Regions from separate parts of the Mus musculus genome. Here all the other regions are linked to region 1. A link is a contact called in public ChIA-PET, Hi-C, HiChIP or PLAC-seq and promoter capture Hi-C data. All regions are on one chromosome and are shown on one strand. Each heading gives the region's core, a stretch centred on a gene start, on an enhancer-like site or on the middle of the called end of the contact. The rest is flanking DNA. Distances are from core to core; before and after follow the strand shown. Region 1 holds the start of Armc9 (armadillo repeat containing 9). Region 2 has its middle 7.3 kb from the start of Gm32700. Region 3 holds the start of Itm2c (integral membrane protein 2C). Region 4 holds the start of A630001G21Rik (RIKEN cDNA A630001G21 gene). Region 5 holds the start of Tex44 (testis expressed 44). Region 6 has its middle 22 kb from the start of Ptma. Region 7 holds the start of Cab39 (calcium binding protein 39).

What was found. Promoter capture Hi-C pulls out the DNA fragments that hold promoters and counts their contacts. A called contact is a pair of places that touch in the nucleus more often than the background predicts. ChIA-PET counts read pairs in DNA pulled down with a chosen protein or histone mark. HiChIP or PLAC-seq counts read pairs in DNA pulled down with a chosen protein or histone mark.
Region 2: a contact with region 1 is called in a FOXA1 HiChIP or PLAC-seq map of pancreatic cancer cells. The contact joins the enhancer-like site here to the promoter of Armc9 in region 1. A contact is called at or near these places in 3 of 39 promoter capture datasets (the C10 cell line, HPC-7-derived erythroid cells and pre-B cells), 2 of 484 Hi-C or Micro-C datasets (LSK cells and regulatory T cells), 5 of 115 datasets of contacts at active chromatin or transcription factors (the 230-238 cell line, effector CD8 T cells, embryonic stem cells and 2 more) and 1 of 9 other capture datasets (pancreatic islet).
Region 3: a contact with region 1 is called in a promoter capture Hi-C map of second pharyngeal arch cranial neural crest. The contact joins the promoter of Itm2c here to the promoter of Armc9 in region 1. A contact is called at or near these places in 10 of 39 promoter capture datasets (the C10 cell line, the HPC-7 cell line, cranial neural crest and 7 more), 2 of 115 datasets of contacts at active chromatin or transcription factors (effector CD8 T cells and memory CD8 T cells) and 2 of 9 other capture datasets (adipose tissue and pancreatic islet).
Region 4: an RNA polymerase II ChIA-PET map of memory CD8 T cells shows a contact between it and region 1, with 11 read pairs. The contact joins the promoter of A630001G21Rik here to the promoter of Armc9 in region 1. A contact is called at or near these places in 1 of 484 Hi-C or Micro-C datasets (CD4 T cells), 1 of 115 datasets of contacts at active chromatin or transcription factors (memory CD8 T cells) and 1 of 9 other capture datasets (pancreatic islet).
Region 5: a promoter capture Hi-C map of neural stem cells shows a contact between it and region 1. The contact joins the promoter of Tex44 here to the promoter of Armc9 in region 1. A contact is called at or near these places in 8 of 39 promoter capture datasets (the C10 cell line, HPC-7-derived erythroid cells, cranial neural crest and 5 more), 3 of 484 Hi-C or Micro-C datasets (LSK cells, cerebellum and regulatory T cells), 4 of 115 datasets of contacts at active chromatin or transcription factors (the 230-238 cell line, effector CD8 T cells, embryonic stem cells and 1 more) and 4 of 9 other capture datasets (adipose tissue, embryonic stem cells, liver and 1 more).
Region 6: a contact with region 1 is called in a Hi-C map of CD8 T cells, with 4 times the contacts expected there. The contact joins the enhancer-like site here to the promoter of Armc9 in region 1. A contact is called at or near these places in 1 of 484 Hi-C or Micro-C datasets (CD8 T cells), 2 of 115 datasets of contacts at active chromatin or transcription factors (embryonic stem cells and pancreatic cancer cells) and 1 of 9 other capture datasets (liver).
Region 7: a contact with region 1 is called in a promoter capture Hi-C map of pre-B cells, with 3 times the contacts expected there. The contact joins the promoter of Cab39 here to the promoter of Armc9 in region 1. A contact is called at or near these places in 2 of 39 promoter capture datasets (liver and pre-B cells), 1 of 484 Hi-C or Micro-C datasets (uterus) and 1 of 115 datasets of contacts at active chromatin or transcription factors (memory CD8 T cells).

Annotation. Positions count from the first base shown.
Region 1 is chr1:86,153,411-86,157,077 of GRCm38.p6, forward strand. Armc9 (armadillo repeat containing 9) reads left to right here and starts at 1,370. Exons shown (of 25, transcript NM_030184.2): 1 at 1,370-1,433; 2 at 3,508-3,595. The coding sequence starts at 3,545.
Region 2 is chr1:86,446,908-86,450,793 of GRCm38.p6, forward strand. No RefSeq gene overlaps it. Among named protein-coding and RNA genes, the nearest start is that of Gm32700, 7.3 kb to the left of the region's middle. Within about 2 kb of position 1,609, at least 128 of the 459 cell types and tissues checked have an H3K27ac peak or open chromatin away from gene starts, as enhancers often do. A contact at or near this core is called in pancreatic cancer cells and pre-B cells, where this site is marked.
Region 3 is chr1:85,893,154-85,897,380 of GRCm38.p6, forward strand. It overlaps Itm2c (integral membrane protein 2C), which reads left to right and starts at 1,357. Exons shown (of 6, transcript NM_022417.3): 1 at 1,357-1,636. The coding sequence starts at 1,511.
Region 4 is chr1:85,734,883-85,738,922 of GRCm38.p6, forward strand. A630001G21Rik (RIKEN cDNA A630001G21 gene) reads right to left here and starts at 1,724. Exons shown (of 6, transcript NM_177055.3): 1 at 1,590-1,724.
Region 5 is chr1:86,424,417-86,428,341 of GRCm38.p6, forward strand. It overlaps Tex44 (testis expressed 44), which reads left to right and starts at 1,913. Exons shown (of 1, transcript NM_027966.1): 1 at 1,913-3,633. The coding sequence starts at 1,955. The coding sequence ends at 3,547.
Region 6 is chr1:86,502,435-86,506,267 of GRCm38.p6, forward strand. No RefSeq gene overlaps it. Among named protein-coding and RNA genes, the nearest start is that of Ptma, 22 kb to the right of the region's middle. Within about 2 kb of position 1,812, at least 425 of the 459 cell types and tissues checked have an H3K27ac peak or open chromatin away from gene starts, as enhancers often do. A contact at or near this core is called in CD8 T cells, embryonic stem cells, liver and 1 more, where this site is marked.
Region 7 is chr1:85,790,681-85,794,919 of GRCm38.p6, forward strand. Cab39 (calcium binding protein 39) reads left to right here and starts at 2,761. Exons shown (of 9, transcript NM_133781.5): 1 at 2,761-3,141.

The sequences.
Region 1 (3,667 bases), core at 120-2,619:
GCCATGGGTAAACAAGAGGACCAGCTGCTAGCTGGGAATTGAGTTGCATGGGATTCATGAGGAAGAGTGGACAGTTTTATGGGTCCTTCCCAGAACACAAAAGATGAGTTATTTGGGGAAACAAGGGTGTTGACTGCAGCAGTTTTGCAGGTGCACAGAATTCTGGAAAAGCACAACAGTGTTCACCTATAAAACACAGAGCCCGCCTGTTATTCATCCTGGAGACACAGGAATCAATCAGAGCACCTATGTGACTCACTTAGAATGATGCTGGGCACAAATATGGCGTATTCAGCAAATAAAAATTATCCGAAATGTAAATAAAATTGGCTGTTCTATATTTCATCTGATAACACTTGGCACACAGTTAACTGAGAATACTTCTAGGGGAAATTATTTTCAAGCTATATTACCTGGACAGGACATAGGACATAGTACTCTCTTCCTAAATATAGCCTTAGTTAGAAGACATCCTAACTCAAAGAGCATTGACAGAGCAGAGAGCTCAGGAGACAGGGCCTCTGCCCATCCTAGAGCAGCTGCTTCTTCTTTCTTCCTCCTCCTCCTCCTTTTTCCTCTTCCTCCTCCTCCTTCTTCAAAGGCGAGGGCACCTCCCTTCTCAAGTCCTCTGGACAGCCTTGGGAGGCTCCCACCTCTTTTTTTCTGTATAGCCCTGGCTGTCCTGGAACTCACTCTGTAGACCAGGCTGGCCTTGAACTCAGAAATCCGCCTGCCTCTGCCTCCCAAGTGCTGGGATTAAAGGTGTGCGCCACCACGCCCCGCGCAGCTCCCACGTTTTGAAGGCCTGGAAAGTGGTACTATAGAGACTTCTACCACAAAGCCTCAGCACTCCGAGGGGAAGGGAAGGGTTTTCTCTGGCCTTAAGCACTGACTTTGGACCAGAGATTAAAGAGTAGTAGCTCTGAATACACGCAGGGCAGTGGGCTGGCCAGAATTCTGAGTAGTATTTAATGCACGCTCCTTTACTAAATAAATAGGCCCTGGAATCAAACTCCCTTCGTCCGGCTTGGAGGAAAGCGCCTTTAGCTCTAAGCCATCTCGCTGGCCTCCGAATCTGTTTTGTTTTACAAACCTAAATTCATACGGGAAAGACAAAAGTGTCTCTAATACTTCCCGGAAGACTCTGTCGTAGGTGAAAGTGTGGTGCTCGGATCTTACATAGGCAGATCTGAGTTATCGTTCGTCTGCAGTCTAGACTAAAGTCACCCGCACGCCACACGCCTGTACGGCCTCACTTCCGGTACTCACCACGTATGGTACCTCCCACTCTCCCTCCCAGGATGCTCCACGTCGTCTTCGCCCAGCAAGATTGGCCGAGTCGCCTCACGTGACTTCGGCTAGCGGTAGCGGTTGCCCGGGTGACGGCCGGCGAGCTGGCGGTCTGGAGGAGTGAGCGCAGAGCCCTGCAGCAGGTAAGCGCGGCCCTCCTTGCGACTGCACCCTTGACACAGCCCTGGGATCATTGCATGGAGGGCTCGCCTTGTCGGACCCGGTTCCTTCCTGGCCAGGGCCCGAGGCGGCCGCTTGAGCATCCCATTGCTTCCCCCCAGGAGCCCCCGACTCCGCTGCGCTGCGGTGGGGTGGACTTGGAGTGGCCCCGGGCCTTCTCGCTGAGCATCTGCAGCAGGATCTCGTGGCCTGGGGCATTTAGCGCTCTCTCTCTCTCTCTCTCTCTCTCTCTCTCTCTCTCTCTCTCTCTCTCTCTCTCTCTCTCTCTTTCTCTCTCTCTTTCTCCCCCGCCCCCATAGTTTATTAGTAGTCTTCCTTCCCAGCGCCCAGGACACTCTCAGACTTCACTGAATCTAAGTGGAAGCATGTTATTTGCAGGACAAATTCATCTTCTCCTTATCCAGCCAGCTGTAGGCCTGAATCTCTCGCTGATGGAGAGATGGCATCGTCACCGCATGCAAAACACTACAAACAGTTTACTTCTTTCTTCACAAGGTAGATCCTTAGCCCAGAGGTTGTTTGGTCTAAGTTAACTGAGCTAAGGAGACAGGACATCCATCCAACACAGAGGGTTCAAGGGTTGCTTTGAACTCACAAGAGATATACACTTGCTGACCAAGCCTGATGACTTGGAACGCCAGGAACCACACTTCGGAAGGAGAGGCCCAACTCCTGCACATTCTCCTGAAATATCAGCATAGATTTAATCCTAGCTCTGGAGAGACTGTGAGTTTGCCCATGAGATGGGAAACTGTGCTAGTTAGGGTTTCTCTTGCTGTGATGAAGTAGTATGACCAGGAACAGCATAGGGGAAGAAAGGGTTTATTTTGCTTAAGATTCCACATCTTTGTTCATCAAAGGAAGTGAGGCAGGACAGGATCCCGGTTGTGTGAGCCGATATGGATGCTAAGGCCATGGAGGAGTGCTGCTAACTAACTGGCTGTCATCTTATGTACATCCTTATAGCCTCCATGAACTCAGAATTCCTGGTACCCTGACACGTTGCCTTAGTCAGTGTGGTTCCTACCGTCCCCTTTCTTCAAACCATTACTCTGTTTCTAATGAGATGGTGACCTGGGATTCCCTGAATCCCTTTCCATCCAGCTCCAGGCCTGTCTGAACCAGGCTGTCTAACAGGCATCTTGGGGCTTAACGCCACACACAATGCTTGCCTTGAGTTATGAAGGGGATTCTGATGCAGGAGCATCAGTGAGAGGACATTGAAGTCAACCAGTGGGGAGTTCCTCTGGGAATCCACAGCACAGACGACTGGAGAGTAATGGGCCAGAAGAGGTGTTTTCCCAAGTCTCTCTGGGTGGGTACCTTTAAGCAGAGACCTAACAAGATGTAGATGTTTGCAGCAAGAGCATCAAATCAGACAGGACTGTGGTTATGCAGGTCCCTGAGGGCAGGTATATTGTGGGCATCAGGGAGTTTCCGCTTGGCAGTGTGGTTCAAGTCAGATGAGTGGAGAGCTACCAAGGGCCTAGAGAGATGGGCCTAAGGAGTCTGCTTCCATCTGTGGGTTCCCAGAAACACCTCCATGTGTGGGGGTCACAGGCATGTGTGCATGACACCCTTCCCTTGCGATTGCCAGCATATCTGGTGGAGAGCCACATAAAGAATTTGATCGGACCTCTACTAAGGGAACTCAGATGAGTGTGCCAGATTCAGGCCTTGGCAGCCTGTTCCTTTCAGGACAAGCTAGAGGACAGTGCTCTGCATCCCAGCTCCTGCCTTACCGCCTTAACTCTCGACTCTCTTCAAAACCTGAAGTGACCAGACCTTCTTTCTGCATCTTGTCACCTCTTCCTCAGGGACTCTCTTGCACTACTAATCCAGGCTTATCTCTGTGATAGAAGGACTGCTGATTAGTTTTCTTAACGCTACCTGTACCTTTAAATCCCCCTGGTCATGTGACCTCCCATTGCCCCACAGTCACAGGTCCTGGGGATTACTGTGTCCACCACAGCCACCCACTTGTGATTTCACAGTGGCTTAAATTAATCTTCGTTTTTTGTTTTTTTTGACTCGTAGAGGTTTCTGCTGTGAGAATTCCCAGTAACCGTTCACCATGGGGGATATCCTGGCTCATGAGTCTGAATTACTTGGATTAGTGAAAGAGGTATTTACATGAAACACAGTCACAGAAAAGCATCTTTTTTAAAGATTATTTGTGTGTTTATGTTTGTACGTC
Region 2 (3,886 bases), core at 359-2,858, 290 kb after region 1:
ATAGCATGCTTCTTGGAGGCCAGTAGTCTGATGACATCACCAGAGATATGGACCCACCCTCTTCACACAAGACCAGGCCTCCTTGTCCTTATTTTTCAACAGGACCCACAGCAGCCGTCAAAGGTCTCTGTTTATGAAATGAATGCTTGCCGTGAGTTCAGGCAGGTGTTAGGAAATATACAAACTTAAAACATAGCCCCCCAGTCCTACACATACACACTATATATATATATATATATGTGTGTGTGTGTGTGTATATGTGTGTATTTATATATATATTATATATGTGTGTGTATATGTATATATATTATATGTATGTATGTATATATGTATGTATGTATATATATATATGAGCAAAAGCCACAAAGTTGTGGGGGTATCTGATTTAGTGATGTCCCCTGAACTTGACATTCTCGTCTAAAGAGGACATCGGCTGACTTGGCTTACCTGTCCTGAGCGGAGGCTTTGGGGATGGGGTGCTGGGATTAAGCCGAAGCTTCAGCAGCCTGTGATGGTTAATGTCGGCTAGCGTTATATGTTGCAGTCAAATGTCTGAACTGGGGGTGGGGTGGGGTGGGGGGAATCCTGTGCCAGTGATCACAGATTTCAGCATCTGATTTATCTGAACCTTGGAGGACTTTTGCAACAAGGTACAAAGCAAGTGCCCTATGGGCACATACAACTGGGCTTTATTACCCTGAACCCTGCTGTCCCCCACTATCTAGAGCTGATTACATAGGCTGTTCAGTGACTGTTGATAGTCCCACCCAATAGGACCTCAAGGAGTACTGCCATGGAAAACAGCCCACCCCGCCCCCACTTCTGGCCATCATAGGCAAACCCGGTGAACCCTGTGTTCATTTCTCTGGGTAGTCCCCTTTTCCAAGAAAGGGGTACAACTCTTGCCCAGCGCCCCCAGCTGAGGAGCCTGGAACTTGGCCAGGGTTGCACCGCGCATTCTCATTGGCTCCATCGCGGAAGGGTTTTCTGCTCGGGCTCAGCTCTGCACCTGGGGCCTCCGCTATCTCCACTCAGAATTTCCAGGGCGCTTGAAATCCGCCAATGGAAAGCCCCCACCCAGCATCTGGGCAGCGAGGAGAAGGCCTCCAGGCACCTCTCAAGTCTGACAGGGTTCCTGGAAGACTGCCTGGAGTTTTGCTTCCTTCTCTGGAACTTGTTTACTTCAGCTTGCAGTCTCTCCCCTGGGGCTGGTGGGAGCCTCATCCCGAGGGCAAGGGAACTTGTATATGTGTTTGTTCCTCCACTCCAGTTTGCTCTCCCGGTCTTCTGGGCAGAACCCATGTTTCCTTCTCATTTAGGTTGAAGAGAAATATCCCAGAACATGTGGGGAGTGGAGGTTGGGAGCATACAACTGCCCTTTCCCCTGTCTAGAGTCTAGAATGTCCCAGATTCTGTGAAACCCTCATTCTCTCACTTTTCTGTTGAATCCTCGAGATTTGGTGACTCCCAGCTCTGATCTGACCTCTAGGCCGAGGGTGGTGTTTCACTCATCCTCTGAGACTTGGCAGGCCATTCTAGAAGGACGACTGGGTTACACTATTTCCTTGGGGCCCCTGGCTTCAGTACAGGACACAGCTCACGGGCTAATGCACTCCTCTGCAGGCTTCTAGCAGCTGGGGAGTGATTCATGATGCTGAATGCCAGGGAGGGAGGGAGAGAAGAAAGGAAAGGAAGGAGGGAGAGAGGGAGGGGAGAGAAGGAAGGGAAAACTCTTTTTTCCTCCATGCTGGGTTTTGAACCTAGGATGTTAAAGCTTGCTAGGTAAACATTCTGCCACGGAGCCGCATCCCAAACTCTCTTTATCTCTTTTCAAATTCTTTTTTTTTTTTTTTTTTTTGGCTTGGTTTTTGTTTTTTGAGACAGGGTTTCTCTGTGTAGCCCTGGCTGTCCTGGACCACACTCTGTAGACCAGGCTAGCCTCGAACTCAGAAATCTGCCTGCTTCTGCCTCCCAAGTGCTGGGTGGCTGCCTGGCTTCAAATTCTTAAAAAAAAAAAATTATATATATATATATATATATATATATATACACACACACAACATACATACATACTATGTAGCCATCTTCAGACATACCAGAAGAGGGCATCAGATCCCATTACAGAGCCACCACGTAGTTGTTGGGAATTGAACTCAGGACCTCTCTCTTAACCACTGAGCCATCTCTCCAGCTCCTAAACCCCCTTTTCAAATTCTTTTTCTTAAGTTAATTTTTATGGGTATCTGGCTTTCATGTATGTCTGAGCACTGTTGGATAACCTGGGACTGGAATGAGCCACCAGGTGGATGCTGGGAATTGAATCCTGGTCCCCTGGAAGAGCAGAAAGTACTCCTAACCACTGGGCTATCTCTCCAGTCCTCTTTGCTTGTTTGTTTTTTGTTTTCTTAAGACAGGATTTCTCTGTGTACCCTGGCTGCCCTGGATCTCACACTGTAGACCAGACTGGCCTCGAACTCACAGAAATTGGTTTGCCTCTGCCTCCTGAGTGCTGGGATTAAAAGACATGCCCTACTACCACCTGTCCTTTTGTTGTTGTTGTTGTTGTTGGGGGGGGGGGGTGCTGTACAGGATCTTGGTGTAGCTCTGGCTAGCCTTGAAGTCCCAATGTAGACCGGACTTGCCTCTGCCTCCCAAGTGTTAGAAGAGTAAATGTGTGTGCCAGCATGACCTGCAAAAACTCTTTAAAAATCATTATGATAAAGAAAGTTAAAACTTTTGGTGGTGGCACAACACACCTTTGATCCCAGCATTTGGGAGGCTTGGCAGGCAGATCTCTGTGAATTCAAGACCAGCTTGTATACAGAGAAACCCTGTTCTGGAAAAAAAAAAGAAAGGAAGGAAAGAAGGAAGGGAGGGAGGGAGGGAGGGAGGGAAGAGGAGAGAGAGAGAAAGAGAGAAAGACAGGTAGAAAGGAAGGAAGGAAGGAAGGAAGGAAGGAAGGAAGGAAGGAAAGAAAGAAAGAAAGAAAGAAAGAAAGAAAGAAAGAGAGGGAAGGAAAAGAAAAGAGAGAAAGAAAACCCAGCCAACAAAGTAACCCACGGGAACCATAAGGCAGTCGCACTCCTCCATCCCCTCAGCACAGGTGACCGTTTTTTTTCTGTTGTTTTGCCAGTTTTCCTGGCATTGTTAGAGTAGAAAAAGCTCCTAGTCACAGAAATAGAAGCTCTGCCCTGAGTGGAGACCCACCATTCCAGTTGGGCTGGTTCAATCGCTTAGCTGGGAGCCTCCCCCTAGGGAGGCAGGCTCACCTCAAGCCCTGCTGGAGATAGGTGGAATAATTAGTCCTCAATGAGACACTGCACTTTTCCTTCTGTCCTACCCCCTGTGCAGAAGCATCCAGGCCACACCCACGTTGGTTCCATCTGCCTGTATAACCTTTCTTTTTCTTCTCCCTCTCTCTTTCCTAAGCATGCTTCCACACGTTGCCCCTTCCCCAGTATTTTATTCTTCCTTACCTCTCTCCCTGCCGAGTGACCACATGTCCACCATGTGTCTGCCCTCCATGCCAGCCTCTTCCCCTTCTCTGTATTCTCCTCCTTCCAGCAGCCACTGGTGCTCACAGCTGTCCTGTCATGGGGGTTTTCTTTTAAGGTTTAATAAAATTGTCCTTGTGTGTCCATGAGTCCAGGCTTAAATTATCTTATGGGACTAAGAACCCCTAAGGGGACCCTTTATCAACACAACTGCTCCCATCAGAGCTGAATGACTATGGAGTTGAGGGAAGCACACCAGGTGGCTAGAAGGTAAGACCCTATGGCCACTGTGATGCCACAGACCAGTAAACACAGGCACACACACACACACACACACACACAGAAGACATCTGCACCTCGTTGCTGATACCACTCTTGCCCTGACCTCTCCA
Region 3 (4,227 bases), core at 107-2,606, 260 kb before region 1:
AAAAGGTGACTTCAGCAGGGGAGGAGTCCAGTATTCCAGTAGACAGATGGCCCGTTCTGTGGACAGTCAGCCTCTTTCCCCAGCCATCCCTGTCATTGTCCAATGGGCCTATGAACAAGCGGCCATGCCGATAGAGATGGAAACTATACCTGGACTGGCAATATGGACTTCCACTCATTGAAGTGATCTGGTAACAGCTGCAGCTGAGTGCCAGATCTGCCACACCAGCAGTGACCGTCACTGGCCACCATTCCCTGAGTTGGCCAGCCAGCACCCTGGTGGCAGGTCACCTACATTGGACCGCTTCTTTCATAGAAAGGGTAGTGCTTAGTCCTTACCAAAGTAAGCATCTACTCTGGTAATGGATTTGCCTTTCCTGCATGTAATGCATCTCTCTATTCTCTCAATTCCTGCAGTGCCAGTGGCCTTCGCACCATTTACATCTTTTACCATTATACATTTTACCATTTATATTCTACTGCCTTAAGCTATGTATCTCCTGGACTGCCTGGTTCATACAAGATCTAAACCGAGATACAATGGTCTAGTGCCTAAGGCAACTCTGTCCAAGCCGTGACAGGTAGGAGAGGGCAGCAGAGCCTACTGGACTGTCCTCAATACGCCAGCAGAATGCTCGGCCCCCATTACCAGCACCTTTGTAGAACTGACGCCAAGCACGGCAGGCTCGGTGCTATCACAGCCTGGATTGGGAACAGCGAGGAGAGATCTAGGACTTTGTTGTCAAGAGATGGCCCTGCAACATAAATCTTGGCTTCTTCCTAATACCCGGTGATACACTGCAGGAGCAGAGTCCTGACTGGAACCCAAAACCTCTGGCCCAGCCCCCCGTAATTCTTGTCATATTTTCCAGTCACGATTCCACTCCTGCAAGGTATTGTAGGTCTTATGCACCTCAAGTTACCCACCTCCACTCCCTGAAGGTTTTGCAGGATGAAGGATAGAGAAAGATGCATGGTGGAGAATGAAGGCGGTGGGGATGGATTTAGAATTCAGGATAGAGGCAAGCAGTTAGGCGTCTGGAGTTGATGCCCCTTTCCAGCCTAACACATGTTGGAGGAGGAAAGCTTAGAACAGTTAGTTACTCTGCGTCTTCTCTCAACATAATCAAAGATATCGAGGAGGAGGGAGATGCAGTTTGTTAGAAGCACGTTGCCAGGCAACGTCGTGTTAAACTACATGTGAGGATGCTAGTCATGGGCAGGGAGAAGGAAGGGGTCCAAGCTCTTGCGCGACGACTGAATGAATGAATATAAGCAAGAGGTGGAAGGAAATCTCAGCATTCTTCAGCTACAGTGCTGCCCGGTGCAGTTCGGCGCAGGCGTCAGGTCCTTCCTTGGAAGGCGGGGCGGGACGCGTTCGGGGCGGGGACAGAGGCGAGGACTCCGGAGCCATCCAAACTTCCGGTGCCTGCGGCGCAGCAAGAAGCAGGCATTGCGATCGAGGTTGCACTGGCAGGGGCTGCAGGGAGCAGGCGCAGGTCAACGCAGCCATGGTGAAGATCAGTTTCCAGCCCGCGGTAGCGGGCATCAAGGCTGATAAAGCGGACAAAGCAGCGGCGTCTGGTCCGGCCTCGGCATCTGCCCCGGCCGCGGAGATCCTGCTGACGCCGGCGAGGGTGAGAGGCTCCGGGTCTCAGATGGGGGCGGGGCGGGGGTGGGGGGTCATCGAGGGACCTAGGCATTCCCCAGTGGCCGCCACGACCAGCGGTACCTCAGAGTCACGAGCGGAAGCGGGATGAGAGGTCTGAAAAGGCTGCTCCATCCGCATCTGGGAAAGGGTCTCAGGACCTTCCCCACAGCGGTAGTCGAAAGCAGAACTGGTCCTTAAGTGGGAACGCACACAGGGTCTTTTCCAAAAGTGGGGGCTTCTGGGCGCGAAGTTCCAAGATAAGGGAAGGTGGCGGACCCATGAAAGTTTGGGGAATGTTGGTGAAGGTTTGCGTCTGGTTCCAATCAAGGGGCAGGGGCCGGGAAGCCAGTCCCCGAGTGGGGGAGGGGAGGAGGGTTGAACGTAGTTTCCCCCAAAGCGGGGCCGGGAAGGGGGGAGGTGATGAGGCCTGATTGGTTGGGGAATTTGGTTGGGGAATCTCTGGTTAGTAACGAAAGGGAGGTGCCATTGTTTTGGTCCTCAAATGGGGTCTGTGGTGGGTGGAGGTTACTGTTGGAACTGGCAGACCTAAGTCAGTGATGAGCCTTCTCCCATTTCACACCTGCGGGCCCTACTTCTTAGCTCCTTCTCTGGCTTCCAGCTACGTTGTTACCATCTGCTGAGTGGGCTCCTTACTGCCCCAGTGCCCTAGACATCCCTATAGTCACTCAGTTGGCTTTGTGTGGACTGGCCTTGGTGTGCCCCGCCTTCCCCTGGCTGAGGGGATCCAGGTCATTTCCGCCATGGAAAACTATGCTATGTGGAGTGTGTCGGGGAGGACTCGTGGCAGTCACTGACTGGAAGGACTGGTGACGGAAAAGCGGACCCAGCCGAGTTTCATTTTGCTTCAGTAAGGGTGTTTTCATGGCCACTGTCACACGCCCCCCAGCGGTCCTGGGGCGCACCAAGCCGGGCCTTTCGATCCAGACCGAACCTAAAAAAGCCCCTTCCACTTCCTCCTCCCGGATCAAGTTTTGAAGCTCTGATTCTGCCTTTGCCTGGGCATATATGAGGAACTCGTGGGGAATGATCTGGAAGAGGGGGTCATGCAGTGGGCCAGTCTGAGCAGAAACGGTGATGCCAGGGACTCAGGCAGCTCTGTTCTAGTCACTACAGCACCGAGCAATTCAGACACCAACAAGAATTCATTGGCCAACCAGGTGGGGGGGGTTGAAGGGTGTCTGAAGCCTAGGTGGAGAGGGACACCCCATACTTGACTTTGTTTTGCAGTTTGAAAAGTTTGCCCTGGGGTTAAGTTTCCTTATTACTTCCAAGAAGGTCCCTCCTCTCTTCTTCTTAGTCTGGATATGGGGGCCCAGGAACTGATAAGTGGCAGATTGTCTGTTGGTACCCAGTGAAGATATAGAACTGGAACCCAGCTGCCTAAAGCCATGGGTCTAAGGGTGATCTAAGGAGCCGGAAGGACTAACTTGAACAACTCAGGAATATCATTATCGCCCCCTTAAGAAGGAAGTCCCAGCAGAGTCAACGTTGACAGGGCACACACTAGGGCAGCTGGCTGATGGATGGTGTCGGATAGGAGGGCTGAGCCCAAGGGTGAAGAAATTATAATTTTTCTCATTAGCCTTGGAAGACTTGGTTATATAAGTCTAGGCAATAATGTGACAGTATACAGATTAACACAAAACACATACTAATAACGAAGAAACCAGACAGAGACTATGAGCCTCAAAGGACCAGGCAATTGATTTTTGTGTAGTAGAAGAGATCAGAGGGGACGAGAGGTGCCCCAGAAACAAAAGAGGTTTTATTATGCAAGCAAAACTTCCCCAGCAACAGCCCTCTAAAGACCAATGTCTGTCTTCGTGGGCCAAGTGCTCAACCTTCAATCTCTTCTTCTGTTGAAAAGAGCTTTCCTTCATAGTTTGGGGGTGGGGGTGGCTGCTTGCCTGCATCCCTGAAATAGCTGTTTATATAATTTTTTTTAGTCCCCGTGAGGATACTTTTTCACCACTATTCACATCCCTACCCCTTCTCGGTAGCCATTTCTGAATAGGCAGAATGTTTGACGGTGGCTAGTTTTGTTCTCTGCCGCCAGTACAATGTGAGTGATAACCATCATCCAACTTCCTGCTTTTATCAGACTCTCAAAGCTAAGCAGCGCGTCCTGCCCTCCCCCAGCGTGAAATGGAAATATCAACTTTGTCTTGCCATGCGTGCTGTTAGTTATGGCCTAGGGCCTGCTGAGCCACCACCCTTATCACCATTGGGTAGTAAGGAGCTCAGGGAAGCACACTTGGCAGTCAGGAGGAGGGATTGAAATACCTACAGAACCGCTTGTTGGCTAACTCACACGACACAGCTTGCCTAAGGTCTGAGTTGGTGTGAAGGGGCCTTTGGTGGTGTGTGCTGGCTTTGCCTAGCCCAGCTGCAGTTAGGACCGTGTAAGACAGTTGACTTCTGCAAGTCTCTTCTTGCTCTACAATGCTGCCAGGCATATTTCCTCTTACCCAGTGCCTGGCTTGGCAGTAAGAGTGGGTAGAGACCCGTTATACAGCTAGTTCAAGACAGAACGTGAGCCATTGTCAGGGCACTGAG
Region 4 (4,040 bases), core at 474-2,973, 420 kb before region 1:
GGAGTGAAGGGGACAGTGAAGGGGACAGTGAAGGGGACAGGAGAATGGAAATGATGAAAACACAGTACCTATGTATGAAATTCAAAAGCATTAAACATTTCAGTTTAGTCTTAACATCCCTGCTGAAAACCCACTATCTATGCCTGCTCATGTATCTCTCTTCAGTCCATTTGTTAGTCCCCACGCCAGAGCACCCCACTGCCTTGGGAACTGCAGGTTTGAAGTGTTTCAGAGATGGAAAGGGTAACTCATCCATCTATCTGTATTCTTCCCTAAGACCGTTCTGGCTCTTCAGGGGCCCCTACAGTACCGTACGACTCTGAGGTTCAGCATCTCCATTTTTGTGGGCCGGAAAAGCCCAAACTATTAGAATATGGTGGGAAGGGCTGTTGGAAATTCTATAGTGGTTGTTGAATCAGTAATTGTTTTGGATAGTGTTGACATAGCTGGACAAAGGCAAAATGGGACCCAGTCGGAGCAAAGGCTTGGCAGATCACCCCAGCTTTCTATTCTGCTGGATTATAGCTTCTACCAAGAATCAGTCTCTCCAAAACAATGCTGGGTATTGGCAAAGAAAGATTTCCGGGGTCCCTGCCCTCCTCCCTCGATTAGGCCACGACTGGATGTGGGCAGGGCTGAACTGGAAAGTCAGGGTCTGAGTACACTTTTGAAATTTAACGATTTTTAACAGAAAAACGAAACCAGGAATTAAACTTGGACAAAGAAGTGCTAAGCCTTCATCCTAGCCCTTAGCTCTTCCTCTAGAAGCAGGAACTTGCTAATGTCCTTTCCTGAACGGTAGTTGGTCCATCCCAAACCACACTGCCGGTGCGATAAAAATGAGCAAACACATATAGACAGCTTCAGGGGCTAGCAAGTGGCACCTCCTCTGCTTGCCCCCCACCCCCACCTCCTAGCCTTACCCCCACCCCCGCCAACCACAACCCTACCCCAGGAGGAGCAGCGCAGGGCACTAAGGGGAAATCAGCAGTGGCCCCCTGGGGGCAGACTCCACCCCTTCCCTCCCTGAAGGATATGACCTCAGGCTGGGTGCTCCCCTGAGGCTGGTCCGTAAATGGCTCCGGTCCTGACCCTCTTACAGGAAGGAGTACAGGACATAGCAGCCCAAGTGTACCACTTTGGAACCCTTGAGATGAGCAAGGAGAAACAGCACGTGTTGGAGACTTTCTCTGAAAGCCCTCTTCTGCCTAAAGGCAGGTCTTTTGAGAGAATTCCCTTACAGCAGTGCTTCCCTGAGAGTTCCATAGAAGAGTGATTGTCTCATGCCAGGAGAGGAAGCTAGAAGTCAGCTCTCTCAGAGAAACTCTGTCTCAAGCCACCATCCATTCTATCTGTTTGTTTTCACCTAAAACACTTCACAGGCTGCCTAACACCCCTTCCCCTTCCAAAAGAATGCTTAAGCACCTCTCTTGTTCGTTAATAAGTTTGCTCTCTGTGGTGCATTAATCTGTCTGGTATCGGGCTATTTCATAGACTCATTTAAGGAGTCCTCTGGGAGTCAAGGCCTCCCTCCCTCCTCTCCCTCACTTCATCCCAAACACCCTTCCACCTCCTCCCCAGTTAGCTACCTTGGGTCTGGGGGAGTCCGCAGGGGACACCTTCAGCCTTCCTCACGGCGGGCGTCAATTGTGGTCAGTAGCAAGTACAGAAAGCAGAGCGAAAGCTAGGACCTCGATCTGGGGTGGGTTTAGGGAAAACTTTAGTGAAATTTGCATTCACTTCCTCTGTGTCTCCCTGTACCACGTTCCCTCTCTCGGGTCTCTGCAAAGTCTATCCTGACCTCTGGTGGTAGCACTTGGTTACTGCACCTTTAGAAATACAGGTTGAGAGGCCTTCAGCCTGAAACCACTTGGACCATAATCATATTTAGCTTTCCAGCTTTTGGAGATTTGATGATATTTGCTTTACACATAATGAAATATTTTGAAGGTGGGACCTGTAGCAGTTACTCTTCTGCTGCTCTGATAAAATACCACACTCAAGGCATCGTAAAGGAGAGTTTATTTGGGCTTTTACAGTTCCAGAGGGGTAAAAGTCCAACATGGCAGAGAATAGAAACAATCAGCCGCAGTCACGGTACAGGAACAACGGAGCTCGAATCTCTTACTGCAGGAATGGGGGTGGGGGACTGGAAACGGTGTGTGCCTTCGAAACCTCAAAACTCCGAGATGTACTTCCTCAAGGTACACCATGTCTAATCCTCCCCCAAACAGCACCTTAGACTGGAAACCTCACACCCAACCACCTAAGACCGTGAGAGAGGGACATTTTCATTCAAATCACCACACCCAGAAATGTCAGACTTCGTGGAGCTATCACCAAAATATTCCCCAGTAAGTGATCACCATGCAAGAGTACTCTAGAGAGTACTAATATAAAATTACAATGGAGCAAGTTGTTGGGGTCCAGGAGTCGCCCCACAAACCACAGAAACACCTATCTCAGTTAAACAGGGATGGCTTATTGAACACAAGACTCATCCGCCAGGACGACAGCTCAAAGATACACACTGGACATTTCTCAGGAGAGACTTATAACAAATAAAACTGCAAAACCCACAATGAGTTCACAGGCAGGACCTAGAAGTGCTGCCCAGTAGTCAGCCCTGACTCAAACCATTTTAGACATAACAGTTCGTATTGACCTTTAATTTGATGAGTCCTACCTGAAGCTTATAGTTGTGGAATATCTTAAGATTAGCAAACCTCTTAACGTACAGAACATAACAGAGTATGTGGTCAGCATGGCCCTGCTCTGAGGGGAGTCGTTTTTTCTGCATCAATAACTGGCAGGCACATTACAGCAATGATATGTCTTAGCTGCTTAGTTGGCTGGCATGGAACAAACTGGCCACAGCTGTGCTGGGGGCGGTAGGGGCAGCCTTACCAGAAGTATTAAAAAAAAAAAAAAAAAGCCTTTTCTAAGCCCAACCCTTCCTCTTGATCCCCTCCAGTCTTGCAGAGACTAAAAAGAAACAATGATACCAAAGAGAAGACACCAAGCAAGAAGGAAAAGCAGTTAGCCAGCTCCTCTGTGGCCCAGGTGATTACTAAACCGAGTCCTTTCTTATCACTAAATGAAACCTCTGGTGTTGCCAGGGACTTTAGCCAGCTCCAGCAGATGTGATAGTGTTCAAGCTATGGTGTCCGAATATGTGGGTGGCACCCCTGCAAAGAAATGCTGTGTTTTGCTAATACCTGCAACTCTGCCTGTGGGATTTTATCTGGCCAGCCTGGATACTGAAAGCTTTGAAGCAGTCCAAATGGGAAGTGCTGGGGTTTTCATGTAACCAGAAGCAGACCTCAACCAGGGAGGAACAGGACGGTCTTGGGTGAGCTTCATAGTTCCTCGACTCCTCTGTAGAAAAACTCTGATCTCTTTCTGCTAGTACTACTTCCTTATTTAAAACAACTTCCTTACAGGGCTGGTGGGATTGTTCAGTGGTTAAGAGCATTTGTTGCTCCTGTGGGAGACTCAGGTTTGGTTCCCAGCACCCACATGGTGATGCACAATCATCTGTATCTCCAGTTCCAGGAGAATCTGATGCCCTCTTCTGGCTTCTGCAGATACTGCACACACATGGTGCATATACATACGGGCAAAACAACATGAAACAACATTTTTTAAAAATCTTATTAAAGTTATTTTTGGGTACGTGTTATGTGAGTATAGGTGTCTATGAACCCTGACACTCTGGTGTGTGGAGATCAGAAGGCAGCTCTCACCTTCCTCCTTGCTGAAGCAGCTTCTCTTGTTTCTGTTCCTACTAAGTGCTTCAGGCTAGCTGTCCATTGAGCTTCTGGCTGATCCCCACCCCCCACGTTCCCCCCACACCACCCTCCACCCCCCCACCCGTCCTTTAGGAATGTCAGGATTACAGATGCAGGCCACTCTGTGGCTGCTTCCCCACAGTTTACAAACTCATATCTCAGTGTCTGTTTCTTTTTTTTTTTTAAGATTTATTTATTTATTTATTTATTTATTTATTTATTTATTTTATGTATATGGGAACACGGTAG
Region 5 (3,925 bases), core at 663-3,162, 270 kb after region 1:
GCATCCCTCCACCACAGACCATTGATTATCTTTTGTTGTTTTTAAAGAAAATTTCTTACTATGTAGTCTTGGCTGTCCCGGAGCTTGTTATGTAGACCAGGCTGGCCTCAAACTCACAGAGCCACCTGCCTCTGTCTCAGGAGTGCTGGGATTAAAAGCTTGCACCACCACCACCTGGCCCAAGAGTATAATTGCATTTCTTCTCTCTCTCTTTCTCTCTCTCTCTCTCTCTCCCTCTCTCTCTCTCTCTCTCTCCCTCCCTCCATCCCTCCCCTCTCCCCTCCTTCCCCCCTCCCCAAAACTGAGTTCTCCATGCTAATGAGGTACCTAGAGGCCTGGAGGACTTAGCCAATAAGCTTCCCTTCCCAGACATTCCTCCCTGCAAAAGGTATTTAACCTCAGGTCCACCCGGAGAAGTGGATACAGTACACATCCATTTTCCACCATGAACAGCCAATAAACTGTTTAGAACTGTGGACTGTCTCTTTCAACAAGAGCCACAGTGGGGAGCCATGGGGAAGGCATTCAACTACAGAGCCGCAGCTTAATTCTCCCATAGAAGGTCTCTCTGTGCTCTCAGCCACAACTGCCACCAAGCCTGCCTCCACCAAGCTAAGGACAATATCACCCCCTGGGACAAGCCGGAGCTCCTCCCCCTTCCCCTCCCCCCACCCCAGGCTAGACACTGTCCCCAGCCCACAGCCCGACTCTGTTTTCTGCTCTGCTGAAACTCCCAGCGGATGTCTAAGAGTCTGAGAACCCCACGGCCCAGGCCTCGTTGCAGGCCCAGGGACCCCTGAACCAACTCCAGCTTTTTCCCACCCGGGAGGTGTCTCAGCCCCGGCAGCAGTCACAGTGGCGGTGGCATGGAATAAAGGCAGTCAAACTCCCAGCGTTCCGCTTCCCCAAGAGGCTGTGCCTAGCAGTGGGGCAGTCATGGACCCACAGCCTTGCCCCTAGGAGAGAAGATATAAACATAGACCCAGTTCTCCCTAGGGATGCTGGGGTCCCTAGGGGCATCATCAGATGGTTGCATCTCCTCTTATCCCCAGGAGCAGGAACTACACCTAACCTGGCAACTAGGGTGAGCACAAACACACAAATAGAACCATCCACTCCAATGCTGGGGATGGAACCAGAGCATGCTGGGCAAGTGCGCTACACTCAGCCAAACCCAGTCCCCGGCTACCTTCTTCATACAGTGGGGTTATCTGGGGACCAAGCTCTTCTTAGGATTGCCCTGGAGTCTGTACCCATTAGTGGTGCCCTGCCCTCCCAGCCCAGATGAGCAGGTAGATTGTCCTGTGTCAAAAGGTTAACTCTAGCACTAAGGATAGCCAGCCTAGATGCCGCCCAGGCCCTGGCCTCCACTATTCCTCCTCATTGCTAGAAAAATTACCAAAGAAAGACCGGCCTGAAAGAAAGAAATTGGGGTCCTGAAGTAGCCCAATAGAATAGAGAGATGGTGGGAGGGATAACCTGGTATAACAAATGTCTGTAATCCTAGCTCTTGAGAGGCTAAGACAGGAAGATCAGAGTGGGAGACCAGCCTCAACTACATAACAAGAGCACTGATCCCCTGTCCCCAAAATAAGTTTAAAACCTACTAATTCAAACTCAGCATTACCTTCCTGTATCATGCCCCAAAGTACAGTTCCCGAAACCACTCACAGCCCTGCGGCTGCATCTGCACCTACCTACGTATCTCCATCTTAAACCAAGACAGTTATTCTTCATTTCCTCTGTACCCACTACTCTGGCTATGCAACACCACCTATAGTCAGCTCGCCAGGACAGCCACTCAGCAGACTCAGGACATTCAGGACCCTTGCTCTACAAGTACCTGTGACATCATCAGCTGCCCACAACCTGCTGTGACCTCACCACCTGGACAACTGAGCCTAGCAGGGCCAAGCCACTCCTTCCCAACCACCATAAGTAGCAGGGGGCATAGATGACCGCTGAGCCCTTGGAAGACCCTGAAGCCAGCAGCAGTTCTACACATGATCTTCCCGAGGCCTCCTCGGACAACACAGCTGATGAAAACTCTGCAGATTTACCCGGAGAGTCCGAAGGACCAGACTCCCTGCCCGATGACGTCCCACCAGGAGACATCGACGAAGTGCTAGCTGAACATGATGTAGATCAAACCTCTGAGGCGAAAGCCATCACCACAGAGCAAAATGAAGAGCAGGACTTCATTCGGACTGATACCTTCATGAGACAAGATGAGGACCTGCTCTCCAAGCAGATTTCCACCATCACGGAGAAAAATGTAGACCAGGCGTACATGCAGATTAACACAGTTTTTGAGCAGGATAAAGACCAGGCCTCCATACAGACTGCCACCTTGATGGGACAAGATGAAGACCAGGCATTTTTGCAGATTGTCACTTCTGTGGGACAGAATAAAGATCAGGCCTCCATACAGACTGCCACCTTGATGGGACAGGATGAAGACCAGGCATCTTTGCAGATTGCCACTTCTGTGGGACAGAATAAAGATCAGCCCTCCATGCAGATGGACACCTCCATAGGGCAAGATGTAGAGCCAGCCATCTCCACAGATACAGCAACTTCTGCAGTCAAAGATGAGAGCCCAGATATTCCACATCAGGGCCAGGACAATCCTGAAGAGACCACATCTTTGCTGCCCCAAGACCCAGGTATCCTGCAAGTGTTTGTGGGTTTCCAGAACCCAGTGTGGGACAGGCTAGCTGAAAACAACCGTACAAGTCGGAGCCGGACGGTTTCCCCGAGTGACTCCCAGACCCAGGAAAAGACACTGGGAAACCCGAATGTTCCAGAAGGGCAGCCAGTATTAGTTCCAAATGCTGACGTGCTATCTAACCTGCCTGAACATGTCCAGACTTCGGTGGGAGCTGCTGACCCACCCCCTTCCGATACCAGTGGTCGCGACCCAGAACCCACGCCTACCACCAACTCGGCCAAGCAGGAAGCTGAAGGGTTCAAGGCCTTGAACCCTGGGAGCAAAGCTAGATCGCCAGGGCTGACCAGTGAGGATTCAGCTGCTGACTCAGGTATCCCACCGGATCCACCTGACCCAGGCTCCCCAGGTGGCAGCCCACCCCACTCTCCAGATTTCTACCAGGTGGCCCTGGGCAGGAACCTTCTGGACCCCAATCTGTATAGACCTGATGTGGAGAACGACTACATGCGCTCCATGACCAGCCTGCTGGGTTGTGGAGAGGGCTCCATCAGCTCCCTCACAGACATCCTGGTGTGGTCAGACACAGCCACACGCATGGGTGTGGCTGTGGGCATTCTGGCCTCGGGCTGCAGCTCTCCAGCTGACCGGCTACAAGACGAGGGTCCCCGCCTGCGGACTGTCGCCAGCCTCTTGCGCAGCGCCAGGTCAGCTTTCTCCTCTGGGGTGATGTCTGGAACTGGCTCAGCCCTGCACTCTGTCACGCACCTGCTGGAGTCTGTGGAGAGACGGACTATGGAAGGCATCCGTTCAGCTATGCGCTACCTGGCCCATCATCTCACCTCACGCTGGGCCCGCACTGGCCCCAGTGGTAACTAGACCAGCAAGCCCCCTACTTCTTCCCCAACCCTGCACTAGGTAACTGTCCCCTGCCTTTCAGTAAATAACCACAAGCGTTTATTTTCTAAGCTCTGCCCTTATCCATGCAGTGGGACAACAGGGTAAAAGGACCGATGGGGCCCACAGGTAAACCGAGGACATGTACCTGCCTGTTGCTCAGCCCCATGCCCAAGCTACCGATTGAGGTTTTGGAAGGTAGGAGAGGGTTTGGGGGTAGAGGGTACAATATCAGGCCTCACAGGAGGGATGCGCACACACTTAGGCTGGCCCTAACAGAACACAGCTGTCACTTAGGCTGTTGTGAAACACAAGTGACATCCCTCCTAAGAATGAGCTTGTGGTCTAAATGCGATGGAG
Region 6 (3,833 bases), core at 562-3,061, 350 kb after region 1:
AATGGTGTGAGGAGCCCAAACCCCGGCTTCCTTCTGTTAGGGTTGAGGGGCTCAGGGATTATTCATGGGACTTGGCTTAGTTCTTACTGGCACCCTCTCCCTCTGAGATAGGTCAGGCGCTGAGGCCCACCCTGGCTGGCTGGCTGGCTGCTGGGCTCTGGCTCCTCGCATGCGTCTGGGCTCTGGTAACCTATGCATACTTGAGCACATTGCAGGCTTTCCCTTTAACAAAGATCCCTCCTCAGGATCCCACTTAATCTTCACAGCAGCCTGGAACACAACCCCACATCTCACTCACAGCTGAGGAACCACAGCCTTAAGGGGCTTGTGTGTGGCTAGACAGGCATACACATCTTATGCATGGAGTAGCCCTGGGGTTTAAAAAGAGCCTATTTGCTCTTACCCTCTTGCTCCCTCCCTCCCCATTCCCTTCCCCCCTCAGCACGTGGTCACGGCAAGCCTCTACTATTCTACTCTCTCCTCTGCCTCTACTAGCCTTTTAACTCCCCTCCGATGACCTGAATAAACTCTATTCTATACCAAAAAAAAAAAAAAAAAAGGCGTATTTTTTACAAATATTTACACACACACACCCACTATAGAGACCATGTTTAGAGGACAATTTCTGAGTTCTCTAACTTCATTATATGAGTGAGTCCTGGGGATCTAACTCACCAATTTGAGTCTCCCTGGCCTTCTCTTTCTTCAAGGAGTTTTGGTATAAAGTTCCTCCCCGACCGACCTCCACCCCTGCACCATCAGGCCCTTGGTGGCCAGCTGTGGAGAAACTGCCTGCCTCTAGTGGATTATGATCCCTGTACAAGAGGACTCTAGAGGACTGGTCACCAAGCCTGCAAGGTACCCTGACCTGAGTCCAGTTTTAGGTTCCTACCGGGAAGGGGGGGATGGTGTACGGGGAGAAGAGGGGAACCAGCAAGACCGGGCCCTGGGGCTCTTGAAGGATGGGGGTGGAATGGGACGTGCCTGGGCAGACGAAGTGGGGACAAAGAGGGCCCCAGCACACCTGGCGGCCTGCAGCCCGCGCCCGCCAACCCAGATTCAAAGTGGAGTAGAGGCTGTGATTGGTGGCCGGGCCCAGAGCCCCACCCCTCTCACCTCTTAAGCATCTGGGAAAGGGGAACCTTGTTGAGAAAGGCCCCTCCTCATGTTCTTAACCACTCTGCGGTGGCCTGGCTAGTAAAGGAACCTGGTTCGCTCTCCCTCGTGCCTCAAGCCTGGCTGGGGTTCTGGGGGTAGAGCTCCATCACTACTCTCGGACTTACAGGGCCATCCAGTCAGACTTCCCTGACTTGACTTTCAGACTATGGCCTCCTCCACTTCCTTGTCTTACCCTGGCCCCCACTCTTTGAGTGATCCCTGTTCTCTGGCCCTTCTCCCAGTACAGCCACCACCCTCGGGACAGCTTCCCGGGATCCGGTCTCTTCACGCGTGCACCCTGTCACTACAGTGGCCGTCGAGCTTCTCCAGGAGGCGGTGTCTGGAACTCGCTACACGGTCCTGACACCCCCTTCCTGCAGCAGGGAGGAGGGCGGGTAGTTTGGTACATAGCTCTCCGGGTACCGCAGGGATGCAAGCCCAACGCCTGTGTAGGCGCCCTCGCGGGTGCAGATGGCCGCCTACGGAGCAGGTCCGCACAGGGGGGCCCGGGGGCGGGGGAGTTGCTAGGAGCTCAGATTTCGGCTTCGAGGGGCGGGGCTGGTGCCGAGGCCGCAACCAATCCCGTCTCGGCCCGGACTCCCCACCAGCCGCCAATCACCGTTCGGCCAACCTTCTGCCCGCCGTGTCCTTTGTTCCCGCTGGCCCGGTGGCAGCCGCGGGTCTCCGGCCGTAGGACTTCCGCCCGCGCGGACCAGGCCATGTGCCGCGTAGCTGGGCCCGCTAGGGGGCCTCCTGGTCTCGCCGTCAGGTGGCCTGTTCGTGTCCTTGCACACAGTCTCATCTGCCCTGAGTGGTTCCGGAGGGTCCGGACAAAGCGTTTTGGAAGGCGGGCTTTAGTTTGGGGCGGGGAGGTAGGGTGGCGGCGGCACGGAGGAGCACGGGACCTGGGCAGAGGTCCAGCTCTGGCTCCACCTTTCCTTCCTCGCCCTCAGCTGCGCTGCCTATGCTGGCGGGGTTTTCCCATGCACAGCTCTCATATCCATCCGCCTGCGAACTCCTGGCCGTCTTTGGTGTGCATCCTGTGACGTTCCTGGAAGTCGCAGGTGCCTCTCGCAGGTCCTCTTTTGTCAGAGAGTCTAGGATATCCTTAACTGTGACCCACTCGGTTACCTTGACCTGGGGATCACAGATCAAGGCAGGGCCAACCCACCGTGGAGTCTCAGGCTTTCCAAACTTCAACAGCATCTCTAACACGGCACTGGCGGCCTTGGTTCCTCCTGAGACTTGGTTCCTCTCTCTCTGACTAAATTGGAGCCACCGTTTTCTTATCTGCAAAATGGGGTCGATTACAGTGTTGTCACCTTTATTGCTTTTTTTGGTTTTGAAGACAGGGTTTCTGTGTATAGCCCTGGCTGTCCTGGAACTCGCTCTGTAGACCAGGCTGGCCACGAACCCCACCTGCCTCTGCCTCTGGGTGCTGGGATTAAAGGTGTGCACTGTTTGCCTCCACACATCTTTTGACCAGGCGGACTCCTGTCCTCTGCTGAACAGCTCGTGTTCCTCCGGCTCCAAAACCTGGGCGTTGACAACGGGCTCTCTGCCATATAGCTCTGCCTGCCTTTCCTGTAGACGGGTAGAATTACTTTTGTTGAAGCCTTTACTAGGGGTCTAAGGGAGCAGCAGGTCATCTCCACGTGTCCCCTTACAAAGATGTGGGGCATTGAGCACAGTCAGGACAACAGACCCGGCGGCAGTTTGGCTCTGCAAACATGCTCTGCAAACAGGCATAAGGGCGAGTGATACATGCTTCTTGCCTATAGCCGCCTTTTTGACTTTGCTTTGGTTCCTTGCCCTCCCTGGTTCCTATGGTGTCCCAGATGGATTAATATCACCAAATTGAAGGAAAACTTAGGACCAAGAACAACAGGAGCTGCCTCCCTCCCTCTCAAGGATTCCCCAGGGCTCTAGCTTCTAAGTCATCTTGGGGGGTGGAATTGGAGGAGCCAGTTGGGAAGCATTGCAGGGAGGAGCAGGGAGGGCAGAGAGATTGACAAAAGAGGCCAGCTGCTGTTTGTACACAAGCCCTAAGTTGATAATGAGTGAAGGGGTGGGGGAAGGGACAGGGTGATGGCTTGGCTGGGGCCTCTGCCAGCTCAAGAGGCTGTCCAGAGTATGACTGGCCCACTGCTGGCCCTCCCGCTCTGGCCAGTGCATAAATCTGCCCACAACACAGTGCTAGAAGCCTGGGGCTGGGTGGTGGGTAATGAGTATCTGTAGCCAGAGTGCTGAGACCTGAAATCAACCACCAAGAGGAAGGAAGGAGGAGGACCCAGCACAGGGTCCTTAAAGAGCTTGAGTGGGCCTGGTGGTGGTGGCTCACGCCTTTAATCCCAGCACTTGGGAGGCAGAGGCAGATGGATTTCTGAGTTCAAGGCCAGCCTGGTCTACAAAGTGAGTTCCAGGACAGCCAGGGCTATAACAGAAAAACCCTGTCTTGAAAAACCAAAAAAAAAAAAAAAAGAGAGAGAGAGAGAGAGAGAGATCGAGAGAGAGAGAGAGAGAGAGAGAGAGAGAGAGCTTGAGTGGGCAAAATGGCTATCCTTGGACAGAGAGGCTGGACACTCCTAGGGGAGAGCCCAGGAAGGGTCTTCTGTCAGAGCCTCCTCTGGAGCAAAGGGGGCAGAACTGGAGTTAGGGAGGCCAGGAGATTCCTG
Region 7 (4,239 bases), core at 1,511-4,010, 360 kb before region 1:
AGTGCTGGAGAGTTCAAACTTCAAGAGCAGAGCCATGGTGGAAACTGCAGTGTCCAGGGTGGGGCTAGCCTAGTGGCTGCTGACGTACAGTGGATGTGAAGGTCATTGGGATAGCACAGTAAAGGGACCGTATCCAATAGGGTGAGCTGCAATGATACAGCCAGGTGAATGAAGGCACTGGGTGGGGTGGGAGGGAAGCCATGAGTCAGGCTCCAAAGTCCTTTCCTAGAGGGTCTAATTAAGGGAGGGAAGTGCCTCCATCCGGTGGCCCAGCATCAGCAAGGAAGAGGAAGAGACGGCATGATGGGAGATTTACACAGGACCAGCACAGGCTCTAGGGAGACAATAACAGCAACAGCCCAGGCAAGCACAGAACCCAGTGTTCTGTGGCCACCACACAGGAAAACAAAGGCCCCCTGAGAATGTTTCAAAATGAAGATGCAGAACTTTCCAGAAAGTGGCATGGCCCGAGAAATAGTTTAGTAGAAACAGCTTTCCAGAGCCCTCCCGTCCCCAATAGAAGAATATGGAAAATAGCCCGATTCTGTAAGAGGCCATCAAAAGCTGTCTGGCATCTTCTCTCTGTAACTGTGGGTAGAAGGTAGGTGCAGCCTTTGGCCCTTTGCAAGGGAAATTTCACCAGTCTGGCTAGTTTCCCTAGAAGTGTTCAACATGTCCAAGATGAACTATGCTTGGTTGAATGGATTTTAAGTGTTAATATGCTAATGGTTTTGTTTGCTTGTTTCTTGACACCACATATCTGTCTGGTCACTGCATATCACCGAGAATGACCTTGAATTCTTCATTTTCCCCCCACCACTCCCAAGGGCTAGGGTTATAGGTGTGCACTACTACTATACCTGACTGACACATGCTTGAGCACACAGACACATACATATACGAACAAGATCACACAAATTAAAGGGGGTGGTGTGTTGAGACAAGATCTTGCCATGTGGCGCTAGAAACCTGGAACTCACTACTTAGATCAGGTTGGCTTCAAATTTACAGTCTTTGCTTTGCTAGAACTAGGATTATAGTGTAACAGGTTTCCAGACCTTAGCACAACAGATGCCATGATGAAAGTACCATTCAGGTCCTGAGACCCAGGATAGAGGCAGCAATACCTGCCAAAAACAAGAGAGAACAAAGACCTAATCCATCAAAGTCCATAGTTCCGGGAAAGTCCATAAAGGAACTAATCTTGCTTTTTGGCTTTTGTAGTTCTGCAACTAGACTGGATGACTGTTCTTGCTAACCGAGGTGTGACAAGCCAGGATATGGTTTTGTGTGTGTGTGTGTACTTAAAAAGGGGGGCGGGGAGAGCCATTGAGTTGTAAAATAAATAAATAAATAAACAAACAAACTCACCTGAGAAAGGCTCAGGACTATACTTGAACCCCAAACACCCAGAGTAGTCACTGGCTGGTAATAGAGACTTTCTATCGGCTTGAGCCCATGTCTGAGTGATCTTCTCTATTGTTATGGATACTTCATACGTGTTATCTTCTCTATCTCCCTCATCTTTGTCTCAGCTTTCTTTGTGTGCATACAAACTACCCACGACTGAATCCAGAATCTACCATAATTATAGTATAGCCTGAGCTATACCCCCGAGCCCTACTATAGGGTGTCAGCAACCCCCGTCTACTGTATTTGTGGAATTCCTCCGGCCCTTCACTCTGATCTTCATATCGCAGTAACAGTGATTACGACTTTTTTTTTTTGAGACAGGGTTTCTCTGTGTAGCCTTGGCTGTCCTGGAACTCACTGTGTAGACCAGGCTGGCCTCAAACTCAGAAATTCGCCTGCCTCTGATCACGACCTTTTTAAAACGCCAAAGCCTGGCCCTTTCCTGCTCCAAATCCTATGGATAGCTTGCTTCTCTCAAGTATTGAAGTTCTCACAGGAGGCTCACATCGCCTTGCTTCCTTCAGGAAACCACTTCCTTAGCACACTGTAGCTGTCCAAAATCCTGTCCCATTGTTAAGCATATAGCAAAGGAGCACACATGTAGCATTTTTGAGTTCCAGACTCTGTCATTAGATCTCTGTAATGCATTATTTTATTCCTCTGGGTGTGTGTTCATGGCACTTGTTTCTCTCTCTCTCTCTCTCTCTCTCTCTCTCTCTCTCTCTCTCTCTCTCTCTCTCTCTCTCTCTCTCTCTCTCTCTCTCTCTCTCTCTCTCTCTCTCTCTTTCTTTCTTTCTTTCTTCATGGAACTTGCTTCCCTATCTATCTATAGGCAGAGTTTTTCACACAGCCCGGGCTGACCTAAACCTGTGAAGTCTAGGATGACCTTGAACTCCTAATTCTCTTGAGTTCACCTCCCAGTGTTGGGATTACAGGCATGCACCACTAAAATCCACTTTGGAAAAAGTAGGATATGTACCCTTGTTGGATCTTGTTTCTTTGGAATATTTCATCACTTTTTTTCCCCTGTCAGGAGATGCCAAAGTGAAGTTACAGGTTCTGCCCAAGCATGAAAGAACCCATTTGAACAGTTTTGAGCCCTCCGCAGATGTAAAGTTTTAAGACTTGAGGAAGTGGACTGTGTTCCTCCAGGAACTAGCAAGTAAGGGGCGCATAGACGACGACTCCAGCTCCCCTTCTGCTTTTTCTCAGTGCCCCCAGCTCTTCAACTTGCCGGCGACTCAGGCGTCCCGAGTCCGCCCGGCCGTCCGGGGGCGCCCGAGTACGCAGAGGGCGTTGCGGCGCCGCCCGACGTCCCGCCTTCGGCGGCTGCGCAGTGCGCACGTCAAAGCCGGGCTCAGGCCGGAGCTGGGCGCGGGGCGCCAGGAGCCGCGCGGCCTGAGAGAGTCTGGGGCTTCAGTAGCCGCGCGAAGGCTGAGACAACCTCAGAGGCGAAGGCAGTGCGGGACCTCACGGCCACAGCCGCAGCCCTACCGAGCGCAGCACCGCGGCGGCCACAGCAGGAACCCCTGGGCCACCGTCCGCCCGCGCAGCCGCCGCCGCCGCCGCGGGAGCCCGTCGCCCGGAGCAGCTGCGGGCGGAGGACAACGGAGGGCCGGAGCGTCCGAGCCGCGCCGCGGGGACCGAGCGAGCAGCCCGAGGCGGCGGCGGCCGAGGACGGGGACGGAGACGAAGCAGAGAGGGAGCTCCCTGGCCCGGCCCAGCCCGGTGAGTGATCCCCCGGCCCGGCCCTGCTCGCGACGCGGACGCCCGCCGGCTTCCGCCCGACCCGCCTCCATTTTCCCGGGTGGCGGCGGCGGGAGCGGCCCGGAGCAGCCGGAGCTCCGGGCGCCGCCCTTGTCCTCGCCCGTACTAGGCTCCGGGGGCCTGCCGGCCGGGGCTACAACTAACCGGGGTAGAGCTGGCCCGGCCAGCTGTCACTCCCGCCGCTCCGGGGACTCCGAGCACCTAGCCCTGGGCTCCGCGTAGCCTCACTGTTAGCGGGACGCTGACACTATCTTTGTAGGGGACCTTTCAGGAAAATGCCTAACTGATTTCTGGCTAGGAATTGTGCGTTCGGCGCGTTCCCGGGTTCGGTTGGAGCAATCCAAAACGCCGACTGCGTGCCGGTGCCGGAGCGACTCCGAGGTGAACCCGGCCGGGAGGTGCCCTCCCCTGGGGAGCTTTAACGCGGTGATGTGAGAGATAAGACGAGTACACAAATAGCTAAGATACCAGGCAGGAGGGGGATAGATAAGTTCCGTTTAGGAACTACCAATTGCTAGAAAGGTGCTCCGGGGTGACTGGACCTGTCGATCGTTTCCGCCTTCCCACGAACCTGGGAGGCTTCCTGGGCGAGGCGGTGCTAAACCGGGTCTAGAAGACTCGATTGGATTCGGGAGAAGGGGGTTGCAGTGGAGAAGGGCGTGGAGGGGCAACAAAGCTGGAGGACAAAGGTACAAAGAGCATGCGAATGTTGCCAATTCCATCACCGGGTGCCGTGATAGGTGGGGTAGACTAAAGAGGCATTTGGAGTCAGATCTTTGAATGCTGTAGAGGAGCTGTTTGAACGACCTTCCACGGAAAACTTAGAACTCATTTTTCAGTGACTCATGAGGCCGGAAATGTATGCTAGGGCATATTAAAGGCGCTCTTGAGAAAGACAGGCGAGCAGAGAAGGCCACAGTCAGGACTTAGCATTGTTTCCTAAATATAATGCAGTTTGAGGTCGATTTTGACAGCTTCCGGGATATTTAAGTAAATCTATGTCCAAGCCAAGGAAAATACCTTTTGTAGAAAGTGTCACTAGATGCGTGCTTATCTGAA